Linked DNA regions of Ovis aries: region 2 is linked to region 1. The links are chromatin contacts, called in public Hi-C maps. All regions are on one chromosome and are shown on one strand. The core of a region is the stretch at or near the end of the contact, and the rest is flanking DNA. Distances in the headings are between cores, read along the strand shown.

Region 1 (4,474 bases), core at 1,106-3,605:
GGTCCTGTAGCTGTTTATAACTATAAATTTAGGAGAAACAGTCATATCTCACTATGTAAAACTGAGCTGGATATAGCAATGGAAAGAAAGCTCAAGCAGGTAGGCGGAGATTAAATCGCTTCGGGCTTTCTAAATTCTGGGTTCAGGTTCCTTCCTTACGCCCATCAGCATCCATAACTTTGCATTACAGGAGAAAAGTCTGCATCCTAACAGTAAATTCTTTAATGCTTAAGCTAGCTCCAATTAGCTTATTATCTGGGACTCAAGAGTCCTAATGTACATGCATACATAAACCACACACATAGGCATCGACATACAACACAGAGGTGTGCATAGTTGTACACAAACTTTGCATTAAGTCATCACACCGGGCTCCCAGACTAATTTTCCTTTTCCTTTTAACCTCCTTCCCACTAAAAATGTGCTTAGGTTGTCCTCTGCTTTCTTTTTTAATTCTTTTCCTTCCCTTGATCAAAATATGCCTTCTGCAATTCTAGCTATGGAAGCTTTAGGAAATCAAGTCCTGTACTACTGTTAACAATGGATTTAAATCTTTTTTTTTTTAAATGTAATTTTTCAGCTTGTATAGTACCTTAATCTCTCAGGCCTAAGTAATTCAGTCAACATTCATCAATCGATAATCAACTGAATTGATAATCCCACATAGGCCAGAGCAGCAAATGGTGAGTGTTAGGATCCCGCAGGACCAGAACTGAGTGGGTACCTCCCCAAGTCCCAGCATGCTACTGCAGATTAACTGATGGAGGAAAGAGGATGAGGAGTCAGCTGGGAAAGAACAGAGCAACAAAACCCCAGAGGGCAAAGGCACACCCCGAGTCCTCCATAGGAAAGCACTCAGTGTGGTCAGGGAACAAATGAGACCAGAGTGGCCGGAGTAAAGCGCAGAGGGGGAAAAGCAGTGTGAGCTGATAGGTGGGGCCTTTAGGCCAAGGTAACCGGATAAGATAAAACCTGAAGTGCAATGGGAAAGTCTTAAAAAAGATTTGAAAAAGGAAGTGAACTGATCTGTGTCTTAAAAAAGAATTACCCATTCTGGCTAGTCCGGAGAAGGAGGGAGAGGGACCAGTTTAGGAGGCTACTGCAATTGTTGGCAAGAGATCACAACGGCTTAGCCTATGAGGATGGGAGGCAAAAAGATCTGAGATTTTTCAAGATGGAATATAAGCTCTTCTGGTTTTCCATTTTACCTTCTAAGTAGCCAGCGGCCATATTAAAGTTGTCAGTGGAGAAGACTCATAAAAACTACTAGGCCCTACCACGTCAAGAAGGGTCTGTCTTCCTGTTTCACAGGGCTCTGGGCTGAGCTCTTACCTTGGTTCCAATAATCCTATAGAGAAAAATCCCGCAGTCATCTATCTCCCTTTCCTTTGAAGAGCAGCAACTGCTGAAAAACGACTCCCAGCAAAACGACAGTGTTTGGGGTTCACTGATAACACACCTAACTTTCCACTTAAATGCTCGCTTTTAATTTGGTATCGGTTATCTCACATTGCATCAAGTGACAGAGGAGGCATTTTGCTAGCAGCATCTCCTACTTCATCTAGAAAAAACTGTATTCACCATCCGATTCTCTGCAACCTCGGGCAAAATTCCTTTAGAATAATCAATCGTTTATAGAGGACGGGTGCCCTTTCGCCTATGCAGATCTCGTGCGTTCTGGGCACCGCTTCCCGCCGCGCAGACAAATGAACTCATTGTCTGCACCACGCCAGTCCCCCCCGGATTTTATGCAGCGTGCATTTCCTGCACCGAGAAGCTGGCTGCAGGCGTGCTTCCCTCGTTCCCCTGCCCCCGCCCGAATCTCAAGCTTTTGTTTCTAAAGGTTTTCTCCCGACGCTATTAAAAATGCTTGCGCACATCGTTCCCAAATAAGTGACCAACTAGGAAGTTTTCTGGCTGTTAACCTCGAGGCCAACGTCCAGTAAAGTTTTGAAAAAAAAATCAACTAAACCTCGTGTAAAGAGGCCAGTCCCTATGGAAACAACGGAAACGCGGATATTATAGCCTAAACTTGCCGGGAGGGGGGTGGGGGCGGGATTTGGGTTTTTCTTAAGATCAACGCTTTGCAGTGGCCCCCTCCCCCCGCAGGGCTCTCCAAGGGGCTGCAGCCCGGATTCCCGCAGCGGCGAGGAGGTGGTGTGTGGAGGGGACCGGGCGGGGGTTGGGGTGGGTAGAGCTGAGCCCGGCCTCCCGGCGGCGACGCTCTGGCCCGCCCGCGCGCGCGCACGCTCGATGGTTCCGCGCGACGGCCCGGACCCGCGCGGTCCCGACGCCAGGGGGCGCGCTGGCCGGCGCCGCGGATCCCCGAGCTGCGCGGCCCGACCCGCGTCCGCCATATTGGATGCCGCAGCCGCCGCTGCCAGCGCTTCCTCCTCCGTCTTCGCGGCGCGCCGCTGGTTCCTACGGGCCCCGAGCGGCGGGGAGGCGAAACAGGAGCCCGCCGGAGGAAAGAGGAAGGAGGGGGTGGAGAGAAGTCGGGGACCGGGGCTGGAGGGTGGAAGCCCGAGACCGAGCGGGGCGGAGAAGAGAAGGCGCCGCGGCCCGGCCCCCCCCCCCCCGCCCGCCGCCGCCGACCCGCCCCGGCAGCGCCTCTGTTCCCCTGCCCGGCGCTCCGCCCGCCCTAGCGGCCATGCCGGGGCCTCGCCGCCCCTAAGGGAGAGCCCTTCCCCTCCAGTGCTTGCCTCGCCTTTCCCCTCGGCCCGGGGGGTCGCAGCGGCCCGGCCCCCCCCCCCCCGTCCCCGCCGCCGTCGGCGCGCCCGCCCCCTCACACCCCCCACCCTCCTCGCGGCGCCGCCGCCGCCCCCGTCTCGCTCTCCCCACCCAGTGCGGTGGCCGCCGCCTCTTCCGCCGCCGGGCTCCGGGCCTCCGCACCGACAACATGGAGGCTGTGAAAACCTTCAATAGCGAGGTTGGTATTGCAGTCTTCGCCTCTCCTCCCTCCGACCCGCTCCTGCCCACGCTCCCCACCCCGACCTCCGACCCCCGACCCGGGACAAGGCCCGCCGCGGGAGGGCTGGGCACGGGCCCGCAGGGCTTTCTCCAGGGTGGGGCGAGCGGCGGCCTGGCCGTGCCCGTGGGGGAGGGGTGTTGCTCCGTCCCGGCGCCCCTCCCCCGATCCCGGGGTGGTGGTGGGGGCGGGGGAGGTTCCGGTGTCTCCAGCACCTACTCCCGAGTGGCTGCGGGGGTGGAGGGGGAGGCTACCGGTTGGGCCCTCCCCCGGAGGCTCCCGACAGGTCTCTCTGCGGGTCAGTTACGCCGAGGCCTGGCCCGCCCACCTCTTTTCCTGGGCCTGCGGGATTTTTAACTTGGAGGCCAGGCATCCCCGCTTCAGGCCTTCCCCCGGTCCTTAATGAGGCAGGCATTGATAGGGGTGGTAGGGTTTGGAAGTGCTGGAAAAGCACCTCCTGGGATGATCATCTGTGGTCACATTGCAAGCAGTGTTTGTTTATAACCGAGATATCGTTGGCTAGGTAACCTGCCAACCGGGGACTTAAGCTTAAGGGGGATGGTTGGTCGGGAAGCGAGGTTATTCTGCAAATTTTTCCTGTCCTTACCTCCCCCCCAACCCTCCTCACCGCCAACTCTTCTCACCATCACGACATAAAGCAGGAGAGCTGTGCATGCCGAGAGGAAAGATGCGGGAGAGGCATTTCCCATGGGCTCCTTCACGTGTCATACATAAGGCTAGATTTTAAATAAGCAGCTGTTCGGTGTTCACTATTTGATTGAGTTTACTAGTCTGAAGGGAGACACGTTTTGATAAAAATAGTCGTGTCCGACTCTGATCCCATGGGCTGCCAGGCTCCTCTGTCCAGTCAAGATTACTGGAATAGATAGTTACTTCCTTTTCCAGGGATCAAACCCGGGTCTCCTGCATTGCAGGCAGCTTCTTTACTGTCTAGCCACCAGGGAAGCCTAAAATATTTTAAAACCTTTTAAACACTCTAATATGAATAGGCTTAATTATATTAAACAAACATTTAACAAGTAGATGTCTGCACAGCTTATCCGTACTTGTATGCCTTAGATACAAATATTTTAATATGTTAATTAGATTTGCATCCATTTTAAGAACTTTTCATGTGGAGGCACTAATACTCTGTTCAATATAGTCTAATAGTGATAGCCTAAACAATTTTTCTTTTCTTCCCTGCTCCCTCCCTCCCTTCTATCCATCCCTCCTTCTTTGGAGAATTAGCATTTGAGAAACTTAGAAGAGGCTAAAAGTTAGATCTAACAGTCATGTGAATTAGACTTTCCGTATTAAAGCAGATAGCCGTGACAGTTATATGAAAAAAAGCCTTTTTTTGGAAAGGATTTTCATTTGAATACAAGGTTTTCTTTACTGCTTTTTGATACAGATTTGAGTGTAAACTTCAGAATCTTTTCCATTTTATTTATGAATTTATAGCTGATAATTTGTGTCAGATTATAAAATCTGCTTTCACTCCTT
Region 2 (4,646 bases), core at 845-3,344, 71 kb after region 1:
TATGATTAATAGGAAAAATAACACAGTATTTTAGTATCACATTATATTGTAAAGTCAAGGTGAAAACCTGTAAACAGAATTGTTTAGTGGTCTGCTGTTGAAAACACCGTTTCCTAATTTTAAGAATGCACATGTTTGTCACCTAAAGAATCTGTTTTCTTTCATCCCTGTTCTTGACTCTTGTTTGTAAATTAGACACTATGAGAAAGTGAGACCCTAACTAGACTCTTTCTCTTCTTCCTTGTATCACCCAGACTCAATAAGAATCGTTGCAGACAAACATCTGTGTCTAATGTAGACCTAAGCAGTATAGCAGTATAGAGATTTAAGTGCGTGTTTGATACTTTAACATTGTCATTAGTAAAATAAGGGTGTTTTGTTGTTGTTGTTAGATCACCAAGAAAACGAAGGTCTAGGTCACGATCTGGTTCTCGAAAGCGTAAGCACAGAAAGCGATCACGCTCCCGCTCTAGAGAAAGAAAAAGGAAATCATCACGTTCATACTCGAGTGAAAGGAGAGCTAGAGAAAGAGAGAAAGAGCGACAGAAGAAGGGATTACCTCCAATCAGGTCTAAAACATTGAGTGGTAAGTGATGTACTTTATAAGCTTTGGTTTCAGTAACGTTGAGAAAATAGTTACCGGTATTAATACACAATCTCTCAACCTGATTTTTTAGACTGAGAAGTTGAAAACTGGTTTGGTTTTTATAATGTAATAGAGGAGAAAGATAAGTAATAGGTTTCTATTCAAATACTAATGTCATTGAGAGTTGATTTTTTTTTGATACTAGTTAAAAAATATGACTTGACTAATGATTTACATAGTAGAATAGGCCTTGTATCTCTAATATTTCACTGACACCGTGATTTCCATGTGTAGTATCCTAACCAGTTTTGAACACCAGGTGTATAGGAATAATTATTATGGGAAGCATGCCAATTTAAAGCTAATTATAAACTTGATCAGTATGGAAAGAGAGAGTTCTGTTGTGAAAACTTTCCCTCCTTTATAGTTAATCTATAATGTGTGATTAGACCAAATTTGGTAGTAGTAGGGGTTTGTTTGGGGAGAAACCTCCAGGAGAATTGACTTGACAGGCATGTGAAGTATAGGAAAATAAGTCATACTTAGTGTGGGATTCTTCATAAACGGTTCTTAGTACCCACTATGACTTTTAGGGTGAACGAACAGGTTGCAGATGGGTGAAGTACATAAAATGGAGCAAATTATCATTCTTTGCCAAGAGCTGAACACTGATCAGGTTATCTAATTTCTGAAGATCTCCAAATAAATTCTTTCTGCCGTGGAGATAGATGGGTAACTGGTACAGCTTATATTGCTGAAGCACCCTGGAAACCCAGGCATGTAATTAAAGGTGACAGGATCTTCTTACTATATTTTAGCAATCTGAACCAGCCTTGGCTGTCTTTCCAGAATCTTACCTGATTGTGAGAACCAGTAGTAAATGATTAATAATGTTGGTGCTCCTAACCCTGATTCAGACACGGGGGTTGGGATCAGGAGCTGAGGAATGAGATAACTGTAGAAGCTAGCCAGCAAAGGTAGGAAACAGATTTGCTCTGAGGGCCTCCAGAAGGAGTGTAACTTGCTGACTGATTTTAGACCACCAGAGATGTAGAAGACTACCTTTCTGCGTTTTAAGGTACTAATTTTGTGGTGTTTTGTTACAGTGCAAAAGAAAACTAATGCATTGCCCTTTGAGACTTTGGTTGAATGGACAGGTGAACTGAATGAGACCCAGAACAAACAGCAGGGAGAGAACAGTCTCCAGGGATCTGTTAACTGAATGATTCCCGAAGCTCTCATAGGTCTGGAAGACATTCACGTTCTGACCAGCCAGAGTAGAGAGGCCTGATTGAAATCCACATTTGGTAGATATCTTGCAATGGTCATATTTTAATGTAGGGCTGAATTAGCTGTAGAGTAAAACAGTAACCCAAAAGCTGGAGACTTTTTTTTTAAATAACATTGACACGAATCCAAATATAATAAAACTCTGCAAATATATCAGCTGTAGCTATTTTTAAAGTAAGTGTTTTCAGGGAAAGGAGCTGTTTCTGAAGGCATAAACAGTGCAGCCAAAAATAGGCCAGATGTGTCTCTGGTGCTTCCGGCTTTTAGTATCCCTGAGGCTTTCATGGTAACAAGTTGAGTTCTGCATCAGCCTTTTCCCTTTTTTTTAATCTAATTATTCTTTTCTTAAGGGTAAGATACTGTTTTCAGATTTAACTGTTCATTCCATCACAGAAAGATACTTAAAAGGTTCCCAAATAGGATTGCAGTGAACAGTGATTTTGAAACTTTGTTGCACATTAGAATCACCTACAGAATTTTTAAACTACCCCAGTTCCCAATTTTCTGTACCACGTATCTTGGATTATCTTTAGTGCGTCTCAGATATCCACCAGTGTGTGCTGTCAAGCTTGAGAATATGTGATAATAATGCAAGATGTTGTCTTGGCATAGATGTGAGTGGGTACCTGGCATTTTAGTTGATTTTAAACATAACAAATAAAAATATCAGTTAATAAGTATTTAAAATATGCTATCTTATTTTAATTTATTACTGTTACTAGTGCTTTTCCTTAGCTACTTGAAGAAGGTAACTTACCTGTGATTTAGGTCGTTGTCTCTTGTGTCTTGGCAGTATGCAGTACTACTCTGTGGGTTGGTCAGGTGGACAAGAAGGCAACACAGCAAGATTTAACCAACCTGTTTGAAGAGTTTGGACAGATTGAGTCCATTAATGTAAGTATCAATTCTTAAATATAATAGTGTAAGGTTTGGAAAAAATACAGGGAGTTTTCAGTCACTTTGTATCTGCCCTTAATCACATTTTTGTGAGGATTATTTGACTCTGATCATTTTTGTGTTTATTCTCCTGATATCTTCTTAATTAATTTTTCTTTTTTTAATGGAATTCTTACAAAATATTTTTAGGGGGCTTACTGCAGTATGGCAGTACTTGATTGCTAAAAACATCAAATGAGTTAGCAGGAACCATATGTATGCTGTTGCTGTTAAGTCGCTTCAGTCATGTCTGAGTCTGCGACCCCATAGACGGCAGCCCACCAGGCTCTGCCATCCCTCGGATTCTCCAGGCAAGAACACTGGAGTGAGGTGCCATTGCCTTCTCCAATGCATGAAAGTGAAAAGTGAAAGTGAAGTCGCTCAGTCATGTCTGACTCTAGCGTCCCCATGGACTGCAGCCTTCCAGGCTCCTCCGTCCATGGGATTTTCCAAGCAAGAGTACTGGAGTGGGGTGCCACTGCCTTCTCTGAACCATATGTATAATCTGGTTTAATTCTTTTTTCCCCCTTTTTTAATGAAAATGGAGAAACTGAGTTAGAATTCACCTGAGCATGTCGGTGATGGTGGAGACACAGCTGGACGGGAGGTCCCAGTCTTCTGCCAGCCTCCTTCCTCCCCTTCCCCACCTCGCCCTCTCAGAGCAAACCCCGAGGCAAGAAAACCTGTGCGGCCTGAGCACAGTTCCCTCACGCCTCAGTGTGATTCTTTCCCTGCACCCAGTCCCCTTCTTGGAATATTTTCTTCTTCCTGAGGGGCCAGTGTTTCTCCTTGGAGCTAAAACTAAGCCATGATATGTTTTGTAGTCATTTGTTTGAGGAGACTTTAACCCTGATTTTATTTACTGTTACTATCCTTTAATGTCTTTTGGACATTTTTCATCATTATTTACCAGGAAATTGACTGGTTTTTCCTTTCTAGTCTTAGAGTCCTTATAGTCTCAACATTCTTTATATGGCCAAATTTGACTTTTTGGTATTAGTGACAGCAGTGTTTATTTAAATTGAATTTGACCATTTTGTATTTTACTTTCAATGGAGTGTGACCTCATTGGAGCCTCACAGGAAGCTGGTTAATAAGTAATTCGTATAGTGTTACTTTACCTGGGAGGAACCTAAATGATTTGACTGAGTTACATGGATAGTAAATAACTGATTAATTAATAAATAATAGATAATTGGTTGAGTGTTTCAACTTAGGTGTTTCAGATTCCTCTTTTTATACCATAAAAGTGTTGAAGGCTTTTCTTTTTGTCTTTTTAAATTTCACCTGTCAGAATTTAAGTAATCTTTCAGAGTTTGTAATCATGTAACCTCTGAAATTTTTTTCTGATTTTGCACTATATTTAAACTAATGGTTCTCAGCTCTAGCTGCATATCAGACATGGGCTGACATTTGAAAAAACATGGATGCCCATGATCATTATCTTTAGATTCTTATCAAAGTGCCATAATTACACAGGTGAATTTGATGCAAAACCAGGAATCACTGCTCTGAACAGATCCTGTATCCAAGTAGCGTCTTGTATTTCACACTGCGTATGCCATGTCTAGTCTTTCTTGTACAACAGTCATTTGGACATCAGTGTGTCTCCCTCTTTTTCTGTCTTACCTTATAATAGTGTATTATTTACAAGTAATAGGCATTAAGTTATTTTGTGAAGTGAAGTGTACTAAATAGCTAGTGATAAAATCCAGGATTTGAAAAACTGATGGAAGACTTAATAAACCTTTCAGTTAGTTTGGGGGGAATTTGAAGACTGAGAAGAGTCCATTCGATTTAGAATTTGGTAGGTCATTAGCTCGAAGAAAATATT

Evidence for each region. A called contact is a pair of places that touch in the nucleus more often than the background predicts.
Region 2: a contact with region 1 is called in a Hi-C map of liver, with 2.2 times the contacts expected there. The contact joins the enhancer-like site here to the promoter of SCAF8 in region 1. A contact is called at or near these places in 4 of 16 Hi-C or Micro-C datasets (liver, mixed tissues, muscle and 1 more).

The regions. Positions count from the first base shown.
Region 1 is chr8:79,149,962-79,154,435 of ARS-UI_Ramb_v3.0, forward strand. SCAF8 (SR-related CTD associated factor 8) reads left to right here and starts at 2,356. Exons shown (of 23, transcript XR_009601679.1): 1 at 2,356-2,929. LOC121820206 (actin nucleation-promoting factor WAS-like) reads left to right here and starts at 2,356. Exons shown (of 1, transcript XM_042253666.1): 1 at 2,356-2,674. The coding sequence starts at 2,363. The coding sequence ends at 2,674.
Region 2 is chr8:79,220,882-79,225,527 of ARS-UI_Ramb_v3.0, forward strand. SCAF8 (SR-related CTD associated factor 8) reads left to right here. Exons shown (of 23, transcript XR_009601679.1): 12 at 393-586; 13 at 2,670-2,770. Among named protein-coding and RNA genes, the nearest start is that of SCAF8, 71 kb to the left of the region's middle. Within about 2 kb of position 2,095, at least 1 of the 54 cell types and tissues checked has an H3K27ac peak or open chromatin away from gene starts, as enhancers often do. A contact at or near this core is called in liver, where this site is marked.